Linked DNA regions of Mus musculus: all the other regions are linked to region 3. Evidence: chromatin contacts called from public Hi-C and promoter capture Hi-C data. All regions are on one chromosome and are shown on one strand. The core of a region is the stretch at or near the end of the contact, and the rest is flanking DNA. Distances in the headings are between cores, read along the strand shown. Region 1 holds the start of Rps3a1 (ribosomal protein S3A1). Region 2 holds the start of Sass6 (SAS-6 centriolar assembly protein). Region 3 holds the start of Gdap2 (ganglioside-induced differentiation-associated-protein 2). Region 4 holds the start of Gatb (glutamyl-tRNA(Gln) amidotransferase, subunit B). Region 5 holds the start of Rnpc3 (RNA-binding region (RNP1, RRM) containing 3).

Region 1 (2,700 bases), core at 79-2,578, about 14 Mb before region 3:
TGAATTTTCTAAACGCAACTTCATCATTCTGTAGATCAGCAAGGCTCACTTCAAACACACGACCCTTGAGGCCATCAGAGGCAATTTCTAAAAAAGAACCACAAACCCTGTTAACTTGTTAACCAAACCCACCTTCACACCAGTGGCTTACTGCCAACACCTAAACGTTCTCTTGGACAGCTGTACAAACACTTCATTGCTGCCACATCTGTACTAAGACCAAGCACTCCCAATGCCAGGCCCTCCAACCACTGGGCTGACATTTCAATCCAGCGCCCCATCAGAGTTGACCAAGGCGCCGGTTAATATGCACATGCCACAGCTTAGGAACAAAGCAAAAGGGGCCCACAGTACTCACTGGTTCCTTGAGTCCTCGTGACTAGTGTCTTCCCGATGTTCCTAATATTGAACATGGCTGGAGCTTTCACATCGTACCAGTCTTTCTTAGAAAATGGATCGACCCTGGATGGGAGAAAAATAACCTCAAGTTTCTCTGTAAATTGTAACAACACTCCCGACCACTTTTAAACGCTTCTTATCCTTCAGACTTCTGTTAACAGTTTCCCAGGCACGATCTTGCAATCGGCCTGCACTTAACACGACGGACGTCCTCCCCGTGGGGTGAACGTCTGCGAGGCCGGCTGGTCTGCCAGTGCACAAAGCAGTAAGTTCGAAGCCATGCCTTCCCCACTCCTCCATCACACAGGCAGTACTATATACACACTGCCCTGGAACCTCAGGGACCTGTGACAGTGACTGGTCCGCAACAGCACAAACTGCTGCTAAACAAGTGTCCCGGGTCTCCAGGTCGGTCCCACGAGAGCCCAGCACACAAGTTGACATGGGGTCCCGACATGGACAGCCAGAGTGACTGACGTAGAGCGGTGTTAAAAAGTGCCACGGACTTCCAGCAACCCAGGAGCCCACAGTTCGCGCGCGACACGCGAGCGACTGCTAGAGACGCAGGGCGGAGATCACACGCGGCGCGCGACACCCGGCCGGGTGGCGGAGAGGCGGCCGCCCGGGACGCACCCGCCAGCCGCGCAGCGCAGCACCGCCGCGCAATCCACCCCGCATCCTCACCATCCGCCCCACGCCGCACCCCAGAACCCGCCCACCAACTCCTGCGGAGCCCAACGGCCGGGGACCCGCGCGATCCGCCACTCACACTTTCTTCTTAGCTCCCTTCTTGCCACCTTTCGTCAGGCGCTTGTTCTTGCCGACCGCCATGGTGCCGACCGGAGAGCCAAAAGGGCGGAAGTACAACTCGCGCGAGAACTTAACGCGAGCCGGGCGGGGAGCGCCGTCTACGTGACCCTTGCTCTTTCGCCCTTCCGGCTTTAAGAATCTCGCGACACTAGCTGGCGGCTCGTTTCCCGCCGTGCTGCGACAGCGCCCTCGTGTGTCGGGAGGTCGCGCAGCGGGCCGCGGGCTGGCTAGGCTGTGCATGGGAGCCTGCAGATTGTCAGAGATGCTCAACCCACTTCAGGTTTCTTGTGGTTTCCGTTGCCCCGAGGGTGGGAACTCTCTGTTTCTAATTTTGAGAGTACGTTTCTTCCCTAGACCATGGGCTTTGAATCAGAGATAGCAAATCCATGTTCAAATGGTGATTCCAACAGTACTTAGCCTTCTGACCTCTTTAGCCATCAGTTCCCTCGGGTGTAAAACGGGAATATTCATGTGATCTATTTCAAAACATTAGTGTAATTCAATAAGCATGACTTCGGGCACGCTGTTCACGTGCTGACTACTCTTGGGCTTGGCTGTGTTGTGAACTTTCATGAAAAAAGAGGCTTAGCCGTGTGTGCAATCCCAGAGCTCTGGAGGCAGGAGGACAGCAAGTTGGAGGAGAGCCTGGAGTATATGGTGAGTACTAGCCTGAACTACCTAGCAAGACAGACTGGGAAGGGGAGAGGAGAGAATATATATATACACACACACACATATATACATATGTAACTCTTACACATTTGTAATCACATTTTTTTTTTGTATGACTATGTGTGTGGTCCTGTGCCTCACAGGTCTCTGTGTGGAGGTCAGAGACCTATTCTCAAGAGTTGGTTCTCTTCTTCCACTATGTGGGTATAAGGCTCAGGGAGAGGCTGCCATCCTGCGCACACTGGCCCGCAGCGCTGCCATACAATGTGCCCTGCCTCCTCACTGCCTGAGAGGTCTCTGCAGGTGCCTTTACCAGCTGAGCCATCTCGACAGCCCTGGGTTTTTGGTTGGTTGGTTTTGTTTTTTCTGGGATAGGAGGAGTGTTTGGGTTTTTAGTGGAGTGGGGACTAGAGTGGTGTCCTGGAAAAGCCTCAGCATGCCTGAGACAACGGATTCCATCTCTAGCACCCCAAAAAGGCACAGTCGTGATCAATTGTTGTACCTAACTGCCCACCAATTTTCTTAATGCAAACCACCCCTTCCCCACTTTTAAAAGTGATGTCTTTATTTTTATTTTATATGGTTTGCCTGCATGTTTGTCTGTGTGAAAGTCCCAGATCCCCTGGAACTGGAGTTACAGACAGTTGTGAGCTATCATGTGGGTCCTGGGAATTGAACCTGGGTCCTCTAGAAGAGCAGTCACTACTACTCTTAACCACTAAGCCATTTCTCTACCTCTATCTCCACCCCTCCACATCCCCAAACCCCCACCATAAAAAATGGCTTCCCCATTCTTATGTTAGTATTTTTCAAAACAAG
Region 2 (2,700 bases), core at 199-2,698, about 16 Mb after region 3:
AAAATAACGTTTAGTACTAGCCCTACAGCCAAAGCTGACCAAGTATTTACTCTTAATTTTTCTCAATTGTTTATTTCAATTTATTTCAGAATGTTCATGAAGATACGCACACTGAATTTTAGAGAAAGTTAAGGAATTTTCAGTATTAAAAAAAACAACATTATTTCATGTATAGACTTTTAAATTAAATTCCAGTGTGATTCTTTGATGGAGACCAGCTAGTTGGGAGGCTAAGGCAGGAGAATTCCTGGGATCAGATGTTCAAGACCAATATGAGCAATTCAGCAAGATCCCCATCTCAAAAACAGAAAGTTGTCTTTCAAGGGAAATAGTACTCTAACTTTCAAAGCGTAATCACAGAACACACACACACACACACACACACACACACACACATTTTTAAAATCTATTGTTTGAGTTTAGAAACAGTGTATAGCAGGTTAGTAAAATGTTTTCTTTTTTGGTGTAGAGGGTAATGAGGCTTCCTGTGACTTTAGACTTAACTCTCCAGGAAAACACCTTATGAACTTGTAATTATTATTCTGGGACGGAGAAGGAAAAATAAACGTAAAATAACAAACTTCAAAGTTGAAAGCAAAGTTTTTTGTTTTGTTTTGTTTTGTTTTTTTCTTTTTTTTGTCTCTCAACAGACATTAATGTCATAAGACATTTTGGTTGTAAGTGCAAAAGTATTAGTGGCTCCTAATGTATAAAGAACAGGCAAATTACTAATCTACAAGTCTAAACAAACAAACAAAAATTGTTTCTAAGTTTCTTCCCCATGCATTCACAAGTGGTTATCGTTCAAAAACAATAACTATAATTAATTAGAACCCAGTTAATAAAACCTAGTGATCTTTTTCAAGCACTCCTTTATAAAAATAATCACTTCCCCTGAGGATGGGGGACTAGCGGAAGGAAGGATGAGTGTAAGGGTCTCTGAGACAGCAGAGGGAGCTTTTAGTACAAGAAAGCAATGCTCCTCGGGGGCTCCTCGCGGCTCCGAGCGGTGGGCAGAACTGCATTTACTTAAATCCATGGGACGGAAGCAGGAACCTGTCAAAGGGGCGAGACTGGGGTCCAGCACCCACAGACCCGCGACTCCCAGGAAGGGAGGGCGATAGCTGACCTCGGCGGAGCCAGCGTGTTCGCCACAGAACCTTTTCCCCGCGGCCGCCACCATCCTGCAGAAGCGCTTCTTCTTTTCTACGAAGTAGTTGCATCTGCCGTCGATGGGAAATCCGATCGAGGGCGAAGTCGCCGCCGGAGCCTCCATAACGCTGGGTCCTTTTGAAAGCCTGGCTCAGCCCAAAGTTGTCAGTCCCCTTTGGTCCCACTTCCCTTAACAAACGTGGCCGCCTGAGGGGGGTGGGTCCACGGAAATGACGCATCAGCCCGGCTCGGTCGGTGCCCGAACCGGAAAAAGGTGACGGTGGCTGACGAGGTCCAAAGCTCCTTCGTTCCCTCTGTTTATCGTTTCCCTCCTCCTCCGCGGGAGCTGAGCGCCAAACTCAAACTCATCGGGACCGGCTCTTCTTTGCAGCCGGGACCGAAGGCCGGGCCTACTGGGCTTCTTCACCCTCCCGTCGGGGCAGCGGTCCGACATGAGTCAAGTTCTGTTCCAGCAGCTTGTTCCCTTGCTAGTGAAATGCAAAGACTGCGAGGAGAGGTGAGCTCCCGGAGCCGGCGGGTGGCGGTTGGGGTCGCGCCAATGGGGAAGATGGCGGCTGGGTTCCGTGGGGATCGGTCGGTCCGCGGGTGTCGGACTGTCACACCGGGAATCGGGAAGGGACCCTGCGGACTTAATGGATACCTTTGTTTGTGGCCGGGCCGGCCGTTGCGGAGGGGACGCGAGGAAAGGGAATGAGGAAATGGCAAGCCGACTCCTTCACGTCCGTGTTCTGGCCCTCAGCGGGACAGAGCCCAGCCTGTCCTTTCTGGGTGGCAACTCTGATTCTCCCTGTCATTTCCACAAAAGCTTCACGGTGACTTCAGGGAGCTGTCCGCACTAGGATTCAGGTCGCCCGGCCCTTCACTCATGCTCTCCTTTGAAGAACACTGGGGGTGAAGCTTTAGAACTCCATCTAAAAACAAAACAAAACGTTCAGTGACATATTTCGGTTCATCCGCACGTCAGTTTCAATCATTTAACCAACTCCCAAAACTGGAAAAATCAGGAATTCTGTACATTCAAAACATAAGTCAACCCGTAAAGCCCTTCGTCGGACCCCTGGGGATACCTTGATCTTCACAGAGTTTACACTAGGGTATCTTATCGCACAGATGAATGCAAACTTGCCACACTAACCACAGGCGATCTGATTTTTCCCTCTTTTACTAATAACTTTTTAGTTGTTAGTTTCTGTGAACATTACATTTTCTCATTTGCTAAATTGATTTAATATGTCTAGCTGTTCATTTGATTGCAATGAAGACCAGGTGTGAAAATGTTTGTAGAAACTAAACGGTGAAAAAAATGTTGAATTAAAAAACAACAAAAACAAAAAGAAGACACTGATGTATTGAGTCGCTGGACTGTTAAACTGTGGTATGCGATTTAAAATTAGGTCCAGAATCAACCAGCAAAGCAGTCAGAAAAATGGACTTAAAACATCAGCCGTATATAGGAATCTGTAGGTTATTTAATTGTCTTATTGTTTGTTTGATTTTGACAGTTGAAGTGGTGCCCTCACTTAGCAT
Region 3 (2,700 bases), core at 177-2,676:
AGTCCCAGATAAAAACGTGTTCACAGGCGGGTACTGCCACATAGCGTCCTTTCTCACCACGGAGTGTCACAAAAACAATGTTACCTTTTTGGCTGCCAATCAAGCCAAAGACAGCACTAGCCACATAGCGCAGATACTGTTTAGTAAGCCCCATGCTGGGCTGTCTGATGACACCGGGAAGGCAATCTGTGTAAATAAACAAAATTCAGTTTTTGCAATACAATGACTCTGCACAGCTAACAAACAGGAACCTTTTTTTTTTACATGATCAAAAGCATGTAACTTGGCACAGATGGTAAAGTACCTGCTGTAGTACCCGCACCCACACATAAGGCCAGGCACAGAAAAATGCAGGTCTATGACCCCAGCACAGGGAAGGCAGAGAGAGAGATTCCTGGGATTCGAAGAGACCCTGTGTGTAGATCAGAGGAAGCCCAGAGTGAATGGGTCCTGCTGACATGAATGTAGCCATGTCAAGGACTTCAATGCCCCAGACCAATAGGAGAGGCATCATGGTCCTTTGGTTCAAGTGGGATGTTTACAGTGTTCCAGAAAATGTTCACCATAGCCTTCTTCCCTCCCACCACACCACCATGTGTACTGACTGAAGACTGCTCCCCACAGACTGTCCCTATTGCAATTAGATATTATCTCTATACAATCACCCTGTCTCCTTGTTCAGTTGTAAGCAATAATCCCCTCTTCATTTTCAACTGTATATAATAAGCTCGCAGAGCTTATGGGGCTGCTGCAGTTCCTCTATCCAAAAGCTCAGACCAACCGATCTCAGCTTTTATGCATGTGTGTTCATGTGTCTGCCTTTTCTACCCAGTTTTCTCTTCCCTGCACTTTCATCTCCAGTTTGTCTTCAACGAGCTGCTGCACTGGTTTTCTATCTAGCACTTCCACGTCCACGATTTTCGCTTCAAGTCATAGTAACACGCTTGTTTATCGTTTTCACATGCACTGTACCTACCCGAGGGCTTTAAAGCTTATTTCTCAAATAACTTCGCTTGTTTTCCTTCCTGCGACCTGGTCACTCTCAAACTATCCCCCGCACCTAAGTTTCTATTGCACATCATCCCCGAAATAATCCAAGGAAATCGGGCAGTTCCAGCAGCCTCGCACTCCGGCCCGGGGGCAGCGCGCGGCCTCTGGGTTCTGCGATGCAGACGGCCGCGGCAAAGGGCTTCTCCCCGGCCTCCCTAGTGCCCTTAGCGCGGAGTCCCTCGCCGCGTCGGCTCACCGTGAACACCACTGTGCGGGGAACCGCGCCCCGCGATCCCTAAAGAGCCAGCAACACTCACCTCACTCTCCACGAGGCTCCAGCAGACAGCGCTGCCTACGAGACCCGCCACTTCCGGTCCGATTGGAAGTTTCTTCCGCCCGGCGTTTCCCTTACCTTCTAGGCGGAAGTGACGGCAGAGCGCTGTGATTGGGTGGCGTGGCGGAGAGGAAGCGGGTACCTTCGCTGTCAGATCGCTGTCGCCAGTCACCCTGGCCTCTGGAGACCGGTTCGCTTCAGCCTCCGCCTCTGGCAAGCAAAGTGTACGGATGTCATCCGCCTGAATTCTGCCACGGATCTGAGTGAGCTGCGGGCCGCCGCCCGGATGGGCCCGCCCGAGCGCTGTGAGAGAAGGGCGAAGCCGGGAAGGGAGGGCGACACAGTCGGGTGCGGCGGCTGGGAGGGATTGGGCTGGCGGGTCCTCCCGGGCTTTGGGCTTCGCACTCAGGGTAGGTTGGGTCGCCAAGCTCTGGGGACGCAGGTCCCCGGGATTTGCTGGGACGCGGTGCTGCGAGCAGCCCTGCGGGTGGCGGCTCTAGCAGAGTCCAGCCCGTCCTATAAATCGGGTTCCCTGTGGTCAGACGCTGAGCCCAGGATGCTGAGTTGTAAAAAGACCCCGCAGTCCCTGGAGTGACATTGACCTGGCTTTGTGTTTCCGCTTTCAGGTCACTTGAGAGGGAAGTGACCCTGGGCTTACTGGTCCTTAATTGTAGACTGAGACTGAGCCACTCTGTTAACGAGGAAATTAGCTTTTCTTCTCTTGCCCCCTTTTATCCTTGGGCTGGTCTAGAAGTTTTAGAAACGAGGTCTGATGTCTGTAGCTGTCTATATAACTGTACGTATAACTATACAAAAGAATTGATCCCTGCCATGGTTTACTGAACCTCTGTAGCCAACCTAGAAATTAGACATGTAGACAATTGTAGCTGACAGGTAGACTTGTCTTCCTTATTTTTTTTTTTTTTTTTTTTTTTTTTTTTGAGACAGGGTTTCTCTGTGTAGCTCTGGCTGTCCTGGAACTCACTTTGTAGACCAGGCTGGCCTCGAACTCAGAAATCCGCCTGCCTCTGCCTCCCAAGTGCTGGGATTAAAGGCGTGCGCCACCACGCCCGGCCTTTCCTTTTTAATTTTAGCTACTATTTACTGGGTAAGATTTTCTTAGTGATTTAAAACATGTCCAGCTCATCCTCTGTGTTTAAGAAAATTGTTTTGAAAGAAGAATCATTTGTAGTGGGTTGGATGAAAAGAAGGCAAGAAATCGTGATGATAAATTTATTCCAGGCTGGGGAGGAACATTTGGATAGATGTGTATGGACCCTACCTCCTGTAGATGCTGTGCATTTCCTTGTTAGAGATGGGAGATGTGTGCTTTGGTGGGGAAACAGTTTAGAAGATTTCAGGCCTGCCCAACCTTT
Region 4 (2,700 bases), core at 87-2,586, about 15 Mb before region 3:
AAAGTTGAGTTCCTGCTTCAACAAGACTCCCAACTCTGTGTGTTTCTTTTGGGCCGTTGACACTCGCCATCCTGCTCAGCCCTGGAGAGACCCCAGAGGGACAGGGACCTCTCTCCTCTGTCCTGGACCTGTCAGCAAGGAGCAGGTACAGAACCTCCAACTCTCGATCAGGTCCCTCAATCTCACCTTGCACATCTCCCAGAAACATATGTTTTACTTTACCCTTCACCACTACCCCAATCTGTTATTGCGTTTCTAAAGAACATACCCTCTCAACAGCCCCCATTTGTCAAATACATTCACTGCACTGTACTACTTCATATATTCTTGAGGCGCCTACTCTGTACTCTGGAAATACTATGGTAAATACCAGACAAGGATCCATTGAAATCAAAGATAGCTGTTAAGACTATGTTGACAATTAAAATCAGGCAATGAAAGTAAGAACTATTGTAGACTAAGTTTTCAAATAAAAAAAAAAATCACCTGGAATTTCAACAAGGGATATGAAAGGCTCTGCTTGGTTTTGCCTTCCTGAGGGTGGGACCTAGCATCTCTACATGGTAGGCAAATGCTGTACCACTGAGGGATATGCCCAGTCCAAGATGAGTTCTGAAGTCAAACAACAAAAGAAATCCATTGAGGTGATGTCTTTTTTTCTATCAAAGCTTTCTAACACAAGAAATTGTTTCAGATGTTGGCTAAGAAAAATAGTAAGTAAAAAGCACATAAAAGTTTAAAAATTTTTTTCGGACATGAAAACAATTTTTAAAACGTTTTTCTGTATGGTTCCTCTCCCTAAAATGTCAATTCTTTAAAATATAACATCCCCAAAGTCTTTCTTTCTAGCATATCAATGCTGCCTTATTATTGAACTAGGTATATATAGCAGGCATGCAAATAAGTATCAGTTGAAATAATGCACAAATTTGTGTGCGAGGTGTGCGAGCAAGACAGAAAAAATAAAAGCGTTGGAGGGTCCAGGAAGCCTTTGTGGTAATGTTAGGGTCATTTGTTTCAACTCACGGGCTTAAGCTGAGTATAAAATCCTTGGTGAGGCTTCCTTGCTTGGCGCTCCCTCAAAGAGCTGTCAAAGTACACACAAGCTCTACCGCCACAAAGCTCTCCAACTCCCCGCTAGGAGGAGTCACACAGGACCCACCAACCTTCCCACTTCTTTGGTTCCGCCCCTCCCTAACAAAGTTCCGGCAGCCTTTGAATTGGGTTGCTGGGAACAGTAGTCTTCCGGTCAAGAGCTACACGGGTTGTGGCGCATTGCCAGAACTACGCTTCCCAGGGAGCCTCGCGGCAGAGGGAGGGTGGGTCACCTGACCGGGACTTCGGCGACGCTATGGCGGCGCCCATGCTGCGCTTGGGTTTCCCTGGAAGACGCTGGGCTTTAACATGGCTAGATGGCGGTTCCCGCCACCGAAGTGGCTCTCAGACTGGGCCCACATCCAACTGGGCTAGGAGACAGAGTTCAGTGGCTCAGCCTTCCCTCCACACGGCTCAGAAGCCGAGGAAAGGGTATATCTTCTTCGTACTTTTGCCTGTCTCGTGGAAGTGCAGAACGAAGATAATGGCCCCGGCAGCCCAGCCTGAGGGTTTTAGTGTGCTGGAGGGTGGTCACCTGTGTTATGGGCAACTGAACCTAAATGAAAACACAAAACCAGGCCTGCCACCTTCAGCCTCACACTTAAAACTTCTGTCTTAAAGTAGGCATATTTGGACAACGTGCGAATGTAAAATAGCGTTTCCTCCAGTCGTCTTCTCAGACAGAAGACTGGAATACTTTGCCCTACTAACTCGTGTGGGGTCTGCGACACTAGACTCTGGCTCGTATGTAGCGGGCATTTGGCGTCACTACAGGCTAGCAATAATTTAAAGACAGAAAATAGCCGTTGTACAAAGCCCCAGATAGGAGAGGTCTTATTAGTCAGAAAGCACTAGCTATCTGTGGTTTTATTGTGGGCATATTTGTCTAGACCCCAGGAGGATGTTAGTCGACTGACGAAATCTTTCCCCGATTATATAAAGAATTGCTTATGTTGTACAGCAGTTAGTTGCTTCCGTGTACATGATTTAAAGCTTCTTTTAAAATACAGCAACAAGGCAATTTTTAAAAAAGTTTTGTTTTGTTGAGGTTGGCATTCTTTTTAGCATTTCAGTGAAGAAGAGAAGAAAAATGTCCAAAATCATCACCTTTCTATTCTCTTCATAAACTAGACTATTTTCTTTCCACGAAATGAAACTGCAGAAATACTTCGATTAGCAATTAGAACATGCAGAATTTCTGAATTTCTTAGTTTATTTCCTCTCTCTTGAAAGCTTTATTATCAAATTTTAGAAAGAAGGAATTAATCTTTTCTCATTCCTTCATCTGTTGAACTGCTTAAAACAAAACTGAATGCACATGAATTAAAATCTGACTAATATAGAAAATGTCTAGGGAGAAGTGAAGACTAGGAACATACATAGGAATAGAGAATTTAATTCCCCAAAGAGAGTGGAGTACTGGCTCACCAGAGTAGGGCTGTTCAGATAAGAGACAGTATATCACTGTAAGCATTTACAAAGATTTGCTAGCAGTGAAGTATGAACAAATGAAAAAAATTTAAGTTTAGATCTCAAGAACTGGATGGGACTTGGTGGATGAAAACAAAGTTTCCTCTAATGGTTTTCTGTTCTTTTTCACGGGTT
Region 5 (2,700 bases), core at 131-2,630, about 13 Mb after region 3:
TGTTCAGCAACTTCATAACCACCTGTACTCCTACAAACCCCCAAAATATACACAAATGTACAACATAATTAAAAGTATAATAAATCTTAAAGCATCTCCTCTTTCCAAAAAAGATCACTCTTAAAACATTTAGGGCTGGTGAGATGGCTCAGCGGGTGAGAGAACTGACTGCTCTTCCAGAGGTCCTGAGTTCAAATCCCAGCAACCACAAGTTGGCTCACAACCACCCATAATGAGATCTGAAGATAGCCACACTGTACTTACATATAATAAATAAATAAAACCTTAAAAAAAAAAAAAACCCTCAGCATAGCCTTTCTAGACTGTGAGTTTCATGTCCACACAAAAGTGATGCATGGAGAAGCTTGATTCATTATTAAAATGAAAAATTTATACATATGGAATACCCTTTTTCATCTCACTCAAAAGTCTTTTCAGTCTATACAAGATAAAATTTAAAATCATTTACTAACAGTGAAATCACCCCTCAAGGTGCATTGTCTCTTTTTGCTTTGTTTCTATAATTTCAGTAATAAGTCTAATTTTCTCATTTGAATTCTATTTTGAATACCATCCTGAAAAAGGTGAACAAATTATATTACTGGTAAGTTTGAGTTGTTTATTAGAACTCTGAATTTGTCCAATCTGATTCAAGGAGAGCCTACTGTATTTAGATTGAATTAAGGGATATTTGTATTTGCATTTTGTTAATCTATTAAGTCTATTACACTCAAATTTTTGCTATTATGTATATCCTGCTCTACAACCCAGGATTTAAAAGCAATTTTTTAAAATAAAAATACAAAACCAAAAACCTTGCATACGACTATGAGAATCTAACAGAAACAGTATTTTCAAGTCTAGGCTAGTTTTGAATTCGACCGGGCGGGTGCGCTCGCCGGTAGAAACCTCTACACAGTCCCTGCGTGGCTCAGCCTTAATCTAACTGGCTCAAGGTTCAATTCCATGCTCGCCTCTCTGGTAGGCAAGCTGCGCAGGCGCAGACCGCGAGCCTAGTCCTGTTTCTCCCGGTCCTAGCGGCCCGGCTCCGCCCCGCCCCGCCCCGCCCCGCCCCGCCCGCTGCGCACGCTTACCAGGCGCCCCTTATCTGACAGGACGCGCACCGACTGCGCCCCGAAGTACTTCAGTAAGTCCTCCTTCTCCTCAGCCGTCAGCTCGGCCGGCAGGTGCCTGACGAGGAGGGTGCGGTCTCCCCGGGGCGGAGAAAGCGAAGCGGAGCCTGGGCCGCCTCGGGACAGCGGCATCGGCGGCTCAGGCCCCGCCATCTAGCTTCCCTGCAGAAGCGGCCAGAGACGGAACCTCCGCGCAAGCTTCCGGCCGAACTCCCGCAGTCACCGAGGCTGAGCGGAAGATAGTTTCCGCTTCGCGCTAAGGATTCTGGACGCAGGGAAATCCCGCGAGAGGAGAACTCCTCGCGAGAATGGCCTCCGGGAGAGTCGCTCTTCTCTTTTCGGGACTGTTGCGGGGGAGAGCGCCTAGGAGTCGTGCTTTAAGTTTAATGAGAGGTTGTAATAAAATAAAGACTGAAAGAGACGCCACTGTTAGAAGGACAGCAATCTCATCGAAGAACGTCAGTCATGCAAAAGAAAAATACTGTAATCCCAGGGATCAAGTACTGAAGGAACCGTGCAAGGGCTGTTGCTCCCTGGGCTCTTAATCCAGATTTTTCAGAAAGTGAATCTGGCTGGTGAATGGAGAACGCTCGGGAAATGTCAAGTGTGTTCCTAGCATTTAGGACTGGTGAAACACAAGTCTCCAGCCTCAGATTCAACAGTGCAGGCGAGAGAGCACGCCGTTATCAGTCGGCAAATACAGGCTGAAAGTTCTCGCCACGGTTTGTTTATTAAACAAAATTGGCTTCTTCCATGAGTAAATACCTAAAAATGTGTTAGCGTACGTATTCATGGATGTAAGTTCTCTTCTCACCACCTCACGACTGAGAGTACTGACGTAGATTAAGACTCATTGCTAACCAATAGGTGAGATCTGAGCCCTTGCACCCAAGTTGGAGTCTACACTGTTGTGACTAAGATTCGGCCCTGGTGGTCTAAAGTAATATCCCTTACAGATTAATCAAGATGTGTATGCTCACTCCGTAGTCCTAGGGTGTCTTTTACTTCTAATTTGCTTGATGGATATGAGCCAGTTAGTACACAGTACTTCAAAGATCCGCTTTGAGGAAGCATTGCATGGGGAGATAAATTACCAAAATATTGAGTGACTAGAGACAGATCTTGTGAACCTTAGAGGTTTGTTAGGAACCTTGCTCATGGGAACAGAAGCCGACAGACTTAAGAGTGTGTGGAAGGAATAGTTAAATTTTACGTTTAAAAATCTCTTTGATTTCACTATGAGTAATATAGCAGAAACCGGGCATGGTGGCACACACCTTTCATTCTAAGTTCCCAAGAGGCAGAGACAGATGCATCTCAAGTGATTTTGAGGCCAGCGTGGGTGACACTGAGTTCCAGGACAACCAGAGCTATGTAAAGACACAAAGGAAAGGAAGAAAGAAAAGAAAAAGTGGGGAGCACTCAGAGGAAATCTAGTTCCGTTTCACATCAAATTATTAGTTCACAAGTGTGAGGCTATAAAACAATATGCCTCCCCTCCACACACCAGTACAGTATTTATGGGAGCAAATATCTATCATAAGCTCTTAAGAAAGTGCATCAGTTT

Evidence for each region. Promoter capture Hi-C pulls out the DNA fragments that hold promoters and counts their contacts. Hi-C and Micro-C count contacts between places; a contact is called where the count stands out from the background.
Region 1: a contact with region 3 is called in a Hi-C map of CD4 T cells, with 6 times the contacts expected there. The contact joins the promoter of Rps3a1 here to the promoter of Gdap2 in region 3. A contact is called at or near these places in 1 of 39 promoter capture datasets (liver) and 1 of 484 Hi-C or Micro-C datasets (CD4 T cells).
Region 2: a promoter capture Hi-C map of pre-B cells shows a contact between it and region 3. The contact joins the promoter of Sass6 here to the promoter of Gdap2 in region 3. A contact is called at or near these places in 1 of 39 promoter capture datasets (pre-B cells) and 1 of 484 Hi-C or Micro-C datasets (CD4 T cells).
Region 4: a Hi-C map of CD8 T cells shows a contact between it and region 3, with 6 times the contacts expected there. The contact joins the promoter of Gatb here to the promoter of Gdap2 in region 3. A contact is called at or near these places in 1 of 39 promoter capture datasets (liver) and 1 of 484 Hi-C or Micro-C datasets (CD8 T cells).
Region 5: a contact with region 3 is called in a promoter capture Hi-C map of pre-B cells. The contact joins the promoter of Rnpc3 here to the promoter of Gdap2 in region 3. A contact is called at or near these places in 1 of 39 promoter capture datasets (pre-B cells), 4 of 484 Hi-C or Micro-C datasets (CD8 T cells, the G1E-ER4 cell line and muscle stem cells) and 1 of 9 other capture datasets (adipose tissue).

The regions. Positions count from the first base shown.
Region 1 is chr3:86,141,340-86,144,039 of GRCm38.p6, forward strand. Rps3a1 (ribosomal protein S3A1) reads right to left here and starts at 1,329. Exons shown (of 6, transcript NM_016959.4): 1 at 1,169-1,329; 2 at 359-462; 3 at 1-87. The coding sequence starts at 1,230.
Region 2 is chr3:116,593,510-116,596,209 of GRCm38.p6, forward strand. Sass6 (SAS-6 centriolar assembly protein) reads left to right here and starts at 1,449. Exons shown (of 17, transcript NM_028349.3): 1 at 1,449-1,669. The coding sequence starts at 1,605. Trmt13 (tRNA methyltransferase 13) reads right to left here. Exons shown (of 12, transcript NM_030016.3): 2 at 1,130-2,084. The coding sequence starts at 1,276.
Region 3 is chr3:100,161,037-100,163,736 of GRCm38.p6, forward strand. Gdap2 (ganglioside-induced differentiation-associated-protein 2) reads left to right here and starts at 1,427. Exons shown (of 14, transcript NM_010269.3): 1 at 1,427-1,629. Wdr3 (WD repeat domain 3) reads right to left here and starts at 1,371. Exons shown (of 27, transcript NM_175552.5): 1 at 1,308-1,371; 2 at 1-186. The coding sequence starts at 154.
Region 4 is chr3:85,572,793-85,575,492 of GRCm38.p6, forward strand. Gatb (glutamyl-tRNA(Gln) amidotransferase, subunit B) reads left to right here and starts at 1,337. Exons shown (of 13, transcript NM_144896.4): 1 at 1,337-1,527. The coding sequence starts at 1,352. It also overlaps Gm3740.
Region 5 is chr3:113,628,769-113,631,468 of GRCm38.p6, forward strand. It overlaps Rnpc3 (RNA-binding region (RNP1, RRM) containing 3), which reads right to left and starts at 1,381. Exons shown (of 15, transcript NM_001038696.1): 1 at 1,095-1,381. The coding sequence starts at 1,286.